Linked DNA regions of Arachis hypogaea: region 2 is linked to region 1. Evidence: chromatin contacts called from public Hi-C data. All regions are on one chromosome and are shown on one strand. Each heading gives the region's core, a stretch centred on a gene start, on an enhancer-like site or on the middle of the called end of the contact. The rest is flanking DNA. Distances are from core to core; before and after follow the strand shown.

What was found. Hi-C and Micro-C count contacts between places; a contact is called where the count stands out from the background.
Region 2: a contact with region 1 is called in a Hi-C map of an unstated tissue, with 3 times the contacts expected there. The contact joins the promoter of LOC112797243 here to the promoter of LOC112797240 in region 1. A contact is called at or near these places in 3 of 8 Hi-C or Micro-C datasets (leaf and an unstated tissue).

The regions. Positions count from the first base shown.
Region 1 is chr4:110,268,976-110,275,186 of arahy.Tifrunner.gnm2.J5K5, forward strand. LOC112797240 (thioredoxin H-type) reads right to left here and starts at 2,258. Exons shown (of 6, transcript XM_025840063.3): 1 at 2,155-2,258; 2 at 1,769-1,809; 3 at 263-352. The coding sequence starts at 283.
Region 2 is chr4:110,408,623-110,414,833 of arahy.Tifrunner.gnm2.J5K5, forward strand. It overlaps LOC112797243 (probable inactive receptor kinase At5g58300), which reads right to left and starts at 3,602. Exons shown (of 3, transcript XM_025840070.3): 1 at 3,380-3,602; 2 at 1,880-3,213; 3 at 282-1,175. The coding sequence starts at 3,179. The coding sequence ends at 547. LOC112797242 reads left to right here. Exons shown (of 21, transcript XM_029297942.2): 21 at 1-153.

The DNA.
Region 1 (6,211 bases), core at 1,008-3,507:
CATATACAAGCAGGACGAATATTCGAGAGTTAATATCTCAATGCAGCTGGCAAATAAGTAGGTCTTGGACACTAAAAAACCATAATCAAACACTAACACTTTAAAGTTACAAGCACAGCATAGTTAGAACTTTTTGTAAGAATATGCTATATATATTGAAGGAAACAGTTCATCACAGAAAACAGGAGAAAAGTTTCAGGCTTTTCAACTTTTAATCAGCATAGCAATGAAGAATCTCATTGATTTACCCTAATATTCTTACCTTATCCAAACAGTTCCCCATATAATTGTTCAAAAGCCACAAATTCTGAAGTTTGAGAGGAAATACCACCAAGTTCTGCAGAACAAATTTCTGCAAGGCCAAAAAAATAAAAAGGGAGTAAGAGAGGTACGGAGAACAATAGCCAACTCAAATGAATGTAACACTTTATTGGTTGGCTTCGAACCGGTGAGTTACCCCAAGGCCATAGTGAAAGCAAAATTCAAGCAACATAAGAAAATAAATTAGTAGTCTATAAGTGTTCACTTAAAAAGAATATCAGGAATTAGCACACATCTGAAGAAGGATACATTAAAAACACAGGTGCAAGAAACAGAAAACTTATATTATTGGATGACTAAGCAGGAGCAAAAATCAAGTGAAGGAATGGAGCTAAACCAAAATAAATATAAAAACAATGTGCACAAGGGATTCCCCATCATCTATGGACTAGTGGCAGCTGGGGTTTCATAAACAGTACAAACTGTCACACACACCCAACTTAATGTTGTCGATCAGAACCTTCTCCCGCAGACCCAATCGGACAGGCGGTATTCCTTCGTCAGCCCAGTTTCTCTCATTCTTGTCTAGTGTATTAGACTCCATTGTAGGTCATTCAGAAGGTCTCCTTTTCTATTTTAGGCCGGGCATATAGCAACAACCATGACATGGTTTCCTCAAACTTGAAGGTCGAAAGCATGGTCTTGAACTAGCATGGGAGCTTGGGTATGCATGTCAGGCTGTGGCTGCGCATGGTTCACTTGTTCAACCATCCTGAAGGTTGCGCTTGATCCCGATGTCAAAATCAAGTGAAAAACCTCTAGAATGAGTCCGGGCAACATTTATTGCTTAGCACCAATATGGTTGCTGCCTACATGGCTCACACAGGAGCAACTGATATCTCTTGACTCCAAGCTGTGGCAAATGATGTCTCCAAGCTGAAAGAGCAAAACAACAACTACAACAGTGCGAACAAGAATAGCACCACAGCAATAAAAATTCCTTCATACCAAGAAGTGCTCCAAAGCTCTCAACCGAAATCGACTCCACCCTCACTCTTTCTCTCCCAAACATTCTCCCAGCCCCAGGCCTTTTTCCTTCCTCAAATCCTCTGAGTTCTACTCTCACCCACCCACCCCCTCCTTTAAGATTCTTAAGGCTGATTTGGTTTGCTATGCTCTTTTTTGTTTCAGCATTTCTTGCCCCAAATAGATATGCACATGGTCCAATTCTAAAATTCTAACGCATTAAGAACTCTATTAAGTGTTCCCAATATGCAAAGCACAGTTTCTTTTTCTCTTTTAAATTGCATAGGTTGCTCAGAACTCTGTGATTACAGAACAGACTTTCTATATCTGGAATTTAAAGTTGCAAGCTTTCCATAAATTTGCACATAATAAAGAGAACCCCACGAAAATCATGCATTAAAAGAAACAATAAATGAAGAGAAAACAAGGGTTTATTTCTGCAATCAGAAAAAAAAATAGAGAAAAGGGACAATTAAATTACCTGAAACAATTGAAGGGTCTAAGTCTGAGATAGTTGAATTGCTGCAGATAGAAACACTGAAAGGGTTAAGAACAGCAAATTGAATATTTAAAGGGGAATTTGAGAAACTATCACTACTTTTCGGAGAAGATAAGGAGCAAGAGTCATGTGCTGGCGTGAATTAAATTGACGTTTGTTTACTTGTTTTTGTTGACACATAAAAACAGAAACAGAAACCAAAAACCAAAAAAAAAAAGGGGAAAAAACCAAAAAGAAAATAAACAATAAATAAATAATTAATAGGTTATTGATGAACAAACTACTTATTAATTCAGGTGAAATTGTTACTTCTGGTAATAAAACAGATTAGAAAGAAAAAAAAAAGTTTTGAGTATCGTTATTTGTACATCTAGAATCTCCACACCCCGTAATACAGATGGGAGAGGGTGTTAAGAGTGTAGAAAAATAACCCCTCTCTCTAATGGGCAAGAGAAATTAGGGTTCTTATTTCTTAATAATAATAATAATTTATCTAATTAAAGAAAAAAATAGTGGTTAATAAAATAAAATATTAAAATTATTTAAAGCATAATCTTTTATCATAAATTGGGGAAATGATATGGTTTTTAAAAGTTGATTTTTAATCATTTTAATTATACAAAAAAAAAATTTAAAATTTAACAAATGATACAAGTATACAACATTTCATTTTTTAAAGAAACAATTTATAAACAGAAGAACAGTAACTAACTCTCTGTGATCATGTGTGTCATTAATACACAAATTAAGAAATTAATTTATCTTAATTATATATTAAATATATATTGAGAATCGTTTATGTAACTTAAGCTAAGGACAAAAATTGGATAAAGCTCTAGTAGTAATTTATGGTTTTATAAAAAAAACATTTTAATTAAATGACAGTACAGAATATTTTAAACTCTAGTATATCAAATTAAACTCATAAATAACTGAATAAATGTCACAAGAGAAATAGTTTAAGAGACCAGGTTTTATTCTATTGATTAATGTTAGAGGCATATCTACTTAAAAAAAAAAATGATTAATTAATAGTTGGTGGGATTTGGGATGGAGAATGAGCAATGTACGTAAAAAAAATGCAGATTACTTAAAAATAAAGTAAGACCAAATCGAAGCTTAAGATGCCAAAAAACCAGTGTTGATGTTGCTTTTCTTAATATATTTTCACTGTCATGTCACTAAATTTGAAACAGAAGATTCACATTGATAGTCTACTTGATTATTTAGAACAAATTTTTTATTAGATCTAAAATGAATTAAAAGGTTTTGTTTGTGATGACTAATTGAGTAATTGACTATTATTATGGTAGTTTTGATTATTGTACAATTTTAATAATATTTAAAAAATATTAAAATATATACATGAGACATGTTTATATGATGACTAACTAACTACTATTATATAGTGATGATAATGGTTATCGTACCATTTTAGTAATATTTAAAAATATTAAAATAATGTTTTTTGATATTTAAAAATATTTTTTAATTTAAAATATATTATAAAAAAATGAAAATTTTGACATTAATTTTAACCATATCTTTTTAAGTATTTTCAAGTTCGTCTTAGATTAGTATATTTAAGGTTTCTAGCAACATTCCTTCCAAAAAAAAAAGGTTTCTAACAATATTGTATGCAACATGGTTAAGAAACATATGTATTTCACATGATTAAAATGTGTAGCAAAGGTGAGAAAGTTGGGGGTCTTTCAATGTTGGCAGGCTGGTGTGTCCATAATATAGTTTATTAATTTTAGTTGTATTCACATGTGTTTGTTCAAAAACACCAACCACCATTGGGCCACAACAAAAGCTAAAGGGCAACACAATTGGCCGTTGATAATAAGCAGTTACATGTGAATCCAACTTTAATTTTCTGTTGAGCAACCATAATGAATGCTTCACCAAGTTTGATTATATTGGGGAAAAGAGAAAAATTGATTATGTTTGCAATAATAATGATTTTCTTGGTAATTTTACATACATGTTAAATTTTTGATGATTTATTCTGGTCAAATAATCAAATGTGCTTTTCATATTATAATATTTTTTTTAGAAATAAGTATTGTTTTAGTCATTGAAATTTACGGTCAAATTTAATTTTTTTTTTAATTTTTTTAGTTCAAAATGATCATCAATATTTTATTTAATATTAAAATAATATTTTTGACAATTTTAATCTTTTATAAAATTTGATAATTGAAAAAATTCTCTTTACCTCTCATCAGTCATCATCCTCCATCATGACAAAGAAAATGACGACAACGACAAAAGCATATTTTTTTATCATTTTTGTTCTGCTGAAGCAAATCTAGAATTTTTCACTTCTTTGCCTGCAATAGCAATAACATTCGATCCTGTCGAATTGCTCTTCTTACATCTATTTGGCAAAGCCTGAACTAGATTCGGAGTCCACACAAAGTACTTCTCTAGTGAAATTCCATCCAAATCGTCGTCTACCTTCGACGAAGACAATGACGACGTTGGAGGATCGTGGCTACTCCAGCGATTCTCCACATCTTTGTCGATTAATAACTCTTCCATCGAAAGTCAAATGCAGACGCCATTGCCGTTAGATCCACCGCCGCACTCTGGTGAAGTTCTAGCAAAGACTTGGTTGAAGATTGGGAAAGAAGACCATTGTAGCGATTAAAGAAAATGTCATTAGCAACCTTTTGAAACGCTATGAACCCAAAAATTAGTATTGTCGTTTTGGAGATGATCTTGCTGGTTGTTGTTTGGGTAAAGATCTGTGTCTTTTCAAGGAAGAGAGTAGTGCTCTCGTGTAACTTGATCAGCGATGTGTGCAAGTTTGTGAGAAGAGTAAGTGTTAAAGCTTGGGCTCACAAACAAGTACTCCTCAATCTCTTCTTCATCTTGTTTCAATAATTCTATAAATTTTTCAGTTTCTCAGGTAGTGTTGTTAGTGGTGACTATGGATAAGAAGGTAGTGCTAGTAGATATAGGATGGGAACTGATACAGTAGTAGAAGTATTTTTGTTATTTAAAAAATATTATCTTCAAAAGGACGATTTTAATACTAAATAGAATGTTAAGGATCATTTCAAAAAAAAAATAAATTTACAGACGATTTTAATTTTGATTCTAAATTTTAGGGATAAGTACTTATTTTTTTTAAGTATTTCATCTATTTTTAAATTAATCCCTCTTTGTATTTTTTCAATCTATTTTTTTCCAAAACTGTTTCTATAGCATCTCACATTCAAGCTTTCAAATAAATTTGCGCCAACAAGTCAATAACTGCTTGCTCTAAAAAGAACTCCAGATATACACGGGTGATTGAGAACTTTACCAATCAATTCATGTATTTACAAGATATTGAAGCTAAGTGGGTTGATGCACTCTATGTTGAAAGACGACTATTCCGATATAGAATAAAATTAAAGTAAGACGTACGCGATGACATGCATAGAGACAAATTATTTAACTATATGATATATTTTTTAAGTGTTATATTATTTAAAAATTGATTAGATAATATGTAAAATAATATTAAATTTAAATTATTTTATATTAAAAATATTTTACAGAAAATTCATTTGACAATTTTTATATCATTCTATATAATTATTCACTAAAACATAATACAAATTGAAATTTAGTTTATTGTTTTAAGAATTTGAATTCATTTATTTTTAAAAAAGACATAAAATTTTTATACTAGAGTTATACAAAGTTACATCTTCATTTGTTGTTTCTATTTTTATATTTGCTTTAGTTACGATACTTTATCTTCTTATGCAATATTCTTTAGTTTGCAAATAATTACAGAAAAATGAATGAATGAGAATGAAAATATCAAAAGTATAATATAAAATTATGAATATAATCATGATATATTTGAATGTATCTAATATAAAAATGTGTTAAATTTGAACTTATTAAGAGGAGTTTTTGACATTTTGTATGAGATATTAAGAAATAAATAGTAATAAGAGTCTTATGCAACATGAATAAATATATCAAATAGTATAATAGTAAGAGTTTTAACATATATAAGTTGTAGAATTTGAATATTCGCAACTAAAATTTTGAGTAAAATCTCACTCCGATCCTTGACAATTTTCCGAAACCCCCTATCCGCCCTTTAAAGAAAATATAATGTCATCGCGATGTCTACCATCACATCTGTTGGACATTCTAGCCCTTGTGTGAAACTCTCCGGCAAGAGGAGGCGACTGACGAGAGGACTTTTGCTAGTAAAGAATTTCATAAAAATAATCGCGTTGTAAGTATAGCTTCTAAACCAACAAAGAGTCCTTTTGCACAAAAGTCTTGGTTGTCACTTAAGTAAACCCAATAAAATTTAAAACCGAAGTATTGAAACCTCGGGTTGTCTCTCAAGAAATTGCAGGAAAGTATGATTTATTATTGGTTATGGAAAAGGTATCTTTTTGGGTT
Region 2 (6,211 bases), core at 2,352-4,851, 140 kb after region 1:
AGTATATTTATATCTTTATGTTGTGTATTCATGCTTCAGCATGGCATCATGAATAAGACAATAGTACTTGTGATGATGACTGTGCTGTAATTCCTCAACTCTTGTGATGAATTGATGATTAGGTTTTTGAATACATTGCAATATTTTATTCCACTTTTATTGTCATTGATGAACCGATTTCCAACAGAAAACAATAGTATCTTCTCCAGGTTTAACTAAGATAGGAAGATAATTTTTTTATTTTAATAGATGCTAATTCACTAAATCACAGAACTTCCAGGTTTTATCTTGACAATAGATTTTGATATATTATTTAAATATGGTATAAGACATTACACTAAAGCAATCATGAGAAGATAAAAGAAAATGGTAAGAATGAATCAAAACAAATAATAATGAAGAAAGAAATGGGGAGATGCCCAAACATACAAGTAATTTTCTAACTTCACTATTTGTTTTAGTTCATTTGTTGCTATAAGCATTAGGAAAGTATCTAGGTAATTTATGCAAACCTCCTAAACATAATGCCATGTGACCATTATATATTCAGTAGTATGGAATGAAATCATGAGTTCCCTTGAACTTGTCTGATAATGATGTCTGGTTCTCAGAATAGGATCCTATGATTTCTTCAATAACCCTTACAACTTCCTCCATTGAGGGTCTTGTGTCAGGAACCATTGCAACACATGCCATTGAAAGTTGCAGCATTTGCACCAATTCTTCCTCAATATTTGGATACCTCATTAGCTCAAGATCAAACACTTCAGCAGTCCATTCCTCTCTAACAACAGATTGAACCCACCTCGGAAGATCAACCGGATCATCATGTCCTGAATACTGAATCGGTGTTTTGCCGGTCAACATCTCAAGAAGGAGAACCCCAAAGCTGTACACATCAGATTTTTGTGTGGATTTTTGGGTCTCAATAACCTCGGGGGCTCGATATCCAGGACTCCTAAAGGAGCCTGAGAAACTCGCTAGAGGAGCTAAGCCGAAATCCGATATGCAGCCTTGTAGATCACCTAAGAGTAGCACATTACATGATTTTATATTGCCATGGACAAATTTCCTTCCACTTGCAGAATGAATATGAGCAACACCCTTAGCAGCTCCAAGCATTATCTTCAATCTGGTGTCCCAATCTAGTGGAGTTCTTCCAGTTTCCCTTGTTCCTATCATAGTTTTTAACAAGGTTTAGGTGAAAAAGGCATAACCAGCAAAATAGAAATGTATGTTAAAAATAGTAAGAATTAAAAAGATATAGTAAGAATCCTTGACAACAGTCATGGTAGTTGTTTGGTTGAATGAAGTGCTATGAAAAACTTACTCATCCAAATATTAATAATCATGACATATCATTCTGGCAACTAAAATTCTGTCTGACTCAAGTTCTTAAAAAAAATAATTCTAGTGAGTTACATATCCATTATTACCAATAAAACCTGAATTTTTTATAGTTGTCTTTTAATGTAGCCATTAAAATTTAAATCTTTTTAATGCTAATATCTTGTAACGATAAAATTAGTCATAAAAAATAATAAATGATAGAATAACTCATTTTTTGTGTACTCACCTGAGACTCATCACTTTATTGACAAAGAATAAGTGACTCACTTACCATATGTTGAATTTCATGTAGTTACACAAAAATGAATCATGCAAAAAATTTAAGAAAAAGAAAAAGCTATGTAAACCATAATGGAACCTTATTAAGAATATGAAATCAAAAGGAAAGCTATGATATTGTATTTTCAAGTGATTACACAAAAAATGAGTCATGCAAACATTTAAGAAAAGAAAAAGTTATGTAAAATTTTCATCATTAAACCTTATGAATATGAAATCAAAAGAAAAGTTCATAATAACATTAAATTACCATGCAATAACTTGGAAAAGCTTCCAAATGGTAGGTAATCATAAACCACTAGCTTCTCATCCTTGGAATAATAGTAAGCACTAAATGGAACAACATTTGGATGCTGATCAAGCTTTTGCACAGTTTCCATTTGCTGTTCAAATTCTCTCTTCCCAATTGCAACTTCCTTCAGCCTCTTAACAACAACTACTGTCCCTTCTTCCAAGACTGCCTTATAAGTTGTTCCACAACTTCCCTTACCAAGAACTTCAGCTGAAGCTCTTAACAAATCCTCAAGATCAAAGTTATAAGAACACCCTCCGAAAAATACCAACTTGTTCTTCTCAGGTTCTTGCACACCACTCCCAAAATCCTCCCTAAGATTCTCACCAAGTTTACTTGCTTTTGGTGCCTCATTTTGTTCACCAACTCTCTTCTTAAGAAAATACAACACCAACATCAAAACTAGTAGAAAAAGTAGTCCGAAACCTCCCAAGGCGGCAGCGACCACCACCCCAAGAATTGGCCTCTTCTTGGAAACATCACTTGAATTTTGAGATACTATTAGTGGAGACAACATTGGACTACTAAGAGGACTTGATGAGGAACATTGTTTTGTCAAAGGTGGTCCACATAGCATCAAATTCCCATCAAATGATGAAGATTGAAACCTATGAAATGCTAAAGGAATTGAACCATTAAGGTTGTTAAAGCTCAAATCCAAATCCTTAAGGCTAGGAAGGGTTACATTAGGAATAGGCCCTATAAGTGAATTGTTCTTGAGGAACAAACCAGTTAGATTAGTCAAATTTTGGATTGAGTTTGAAATTTGTCCTGTGAAAGAGTTATGTGACAAATCAAGAAGCACAAGCCTAGGTGGAAGAAAATTTGGAAATTCACCTGAGAAATTGTTATGTTGAAGATATAGAAACCTTAGGGAATGAAGGGCAAGAATGTCATTTGGGATTTTGCCACTCAATGTGTTAGACCTTAGACTAAGACTTGTGAGGCCATTGAGCTTACCAATTGTGTTTGGTGGCAGAGAACCTCTCAAACCAACACCTGGTAGCCTCAGTGAAATTACATTTGTGCCCTTGGGATTGCAGGTAACTCCATTCCATGAATTGCACATTGAAGTGTTCATGTTCCAATTCACCTTTTTGCCATGGTGAAATGCTGATGCAAAATCAAGGAGTGCTTGCTTTTCTGAATGTAGATCAGATATTGTAGTTTGAGGGAAGAGAAGAAGAACAAGAACAAGAATCTGAATCAGAAGCAGAAAATCTTGTTCTATGAAGATGTTTGAATGTTGTAGCATCATCAAGTTCAGTGACTCCACCACTTGGTTAATTTCCCTAACAATGTGAGATTCAAAAACATTAGCACATTGATCAAATTCAAACTCATATGAAGTAAAATGTAACCATGAATTCAAAGCTATAACAACAGATTGAACACATTACATATATTTGTTCTGCAATTTATATACAATATATATTGATACAAAGAAAATGAACTTACTTAAAATGAAGTTGGAAAGAAGAATAATATATTTGAAGACAGTTAGAATGCAGTAACAAGAAACAGTGCTGAGAAATGAAAACCTTTTTAAAAAATAATAACAATTTAAAAGGAAAATCAAGTTTGGAAGTTGGAAGTTGGAAGTGGGAGCAGAAGAGGAAGAGTCACAGAATGGACTTTGAGGGAATGTTAAGTGATATGGAAATTAAATAAATAATGTCATTTGGACTTTGGAGAAAGCAATGCCTTTTATTATTATTATTATTATTATTATTATTATTATTATTATTTCTAACTTTTTTTTACTGATTTTTTGTGCACATAGTATTTTTTATTATTTATTATTTTGTTAAGGCATTGTTTGGTTGGCTAATTTTTTTTATATTGTTTAAATATATGTGTAATACATTATTATTGGAAGATTGGGTGTTTTTTTTTGATATGGTGTTTTATTCAAATCGGACGGTCCGATTTGTTTGAAGAGAAAAATAAATTACAAATCGGAGGATCCGATTTGTTTGGAGAAAAAAATAAACTACAAATCGAAGGGTCCGTTTTGTATTTTGTATTTTTTTTATTTTTTAAAATAAAAATCAAACGGTCCGATTTCAACATTAAAATTTTTTTTTTCGAATTCACAAATCGGACCGTCCGATTTGTGATTGTTTGTTTGAAAAAAAAAAATAAAACAAACAAATAGGTGCATCTGATTTGTACATCCCATATCAATGTGAAACACACTTCTGTTCACAGCTTCTTGTTATACACTTCTCTCTCCCACATAAAAAATAACAAGCGTTGTTGGGTTAGGTTGTCCATTGGTGGTGGTGAGAGCAAATCTTTAACGGCATTATTATTTACTTCATGAACACGCCAAAAATGCCTCACACATACACAACGTAGATACTTAGATACATAGGAAGAAAAGGTTATTAATAAAAAGGGTACTACAATAGTATAGTACTATTTATTTTCTAATTTATTATCTTATGCTATAGTTTTTTATATGAATAGTGTTTAGCTTTTGGTTTTCTTGTTTATGATTTGGGAGGCACACATTCAACGTTTATAAACTCAGCTTCAAGTTCAAGCCTTCTTCATATTTATTCGGCCACCCTAGCTAGCTATTTGTTAAGTGCATAGCTTTTTTTTTTTTTTTGGGGGGGGGGGGGGGTAACTTAAGCGCATAGTTATTAATGTTACCAATGATGTTACGACGAATTAAAAGATTTTATTGCATAAATATGATTCATTGATTAATATATTTACTAGATTAAAAAAGGCTAAACTACAAAAATATATTTAAATTTTTTTTTATAAAAACATTCTTAAATTTTGCTATCAAAAAATAATATTTTAAATTATTTAAAACATGACAAAAATATACATTCTTAAATTAAAATGTTTTACGTTAACAAAAAATAGTATGCAGTAAATAAAGTTTTTTAGGTGACAAATGAGAGTTAGACGTTAACAAATGAGTCACAATATATTTTTTTATTGTCACAATATATTTTTTTATTGGCGAAATATATCTTTGATCACAGTTGAGTATTTTTTTAACGTTTTTTAAATTATTTAAATTATTTGAAGGTATTTTTATCAATAATTTTTAAAAATATTTTTGTCAATACTAAAATAATTTGAGTGCATCTTTTGTGGTTTACCTATTAAAATAAAGCTTCAATTATTAGTAGTTAGAAAAACTCTTTGTTACAATGATACACATTATCGTTGATAATAGCTCATAATTAATTAGTTTTATAGTAATTAATAACTACTAGTAATTGAATTATACTAAAAGTAGTTTAGTATACCGAAAAATATCACTAATGCTAAAAATAATTTAAAATATCTATAATGTAAAATTATTTTATGTTCGATAAGTCATGTACTGGATGATTTGGGATGATCCTTGTGTGAATAGGTGGGACGTAGCCTGGAATGGGTCGCGGGGGTGAGACGAGGAACCGACGTTCCGAGATTTCGAAAAGAGAGGGGAGGTGTCACCTGCAATGACACTCCGACGCTCAAGTCAATTGAGTGTGCAGGCAAGAAAAGGGGGGTAAGGTAGAGTGTGACGTACCTTGGGGGAAGGGCAGGTCCTTCCCCATTTATACCGTGTCAGAGGTGGGCCCTTCAAGGACAGGCCCACTTTTCTCGAAACTTCCTCACAACTGTAGCGGAGAGCTGTCGAGGATGCGTGTTCGGGTCGCGTAGCGAGCGGTACGTGCCCGACCGTTCGGGTCGGGTCGTCATGGGGTCAGTTCGACCCACGAGTGGCTTGGGCCGGGCCGTAACAGTGCCCCCAACGCGCCGGCAAATAGCCGCACAAGCTGTTAGTGGCGTGTTATCTTTTTGCTCGTTGTCGTCGGGTCGGTCGCTCGTGGAGGGAACGCGCCTCCTGTGTGCGTGCCCATTCGTTGTTGGGACGATCATCCGTCGTCTCGTACCTCGCGCAGGGCATTAAATGCTCATAATGGGTTGGAAAATCCTGTACGCAAAAACCATTTTGTCCCCAGGCCTTTCACGCTCCCTTTTCAACAGTTTTAAACAGTTTTGCATGGGTTCTCCCTTCTCATTCTTGCTCTTCCCACATATTCCTTCTGCATTCCCTATCGTCAAAGACTTGTTCCAGAATTCCTGTGCGTTCCTTTCTCTTCCAAGTTCTTGCAATCAGTCCAGGTAACCATCGATCCTTTTTCTTCTCTTTAATGTCTCTTTGCATGTTTACTGTGCGTGGTTGCTGCTTTGTTGTTTGGTTCCTATAAAATGGATACCTCTTCAATGTCGAGTAGGTGTGCTAGGGGGGTTGCCATTCTGGAATAGGCC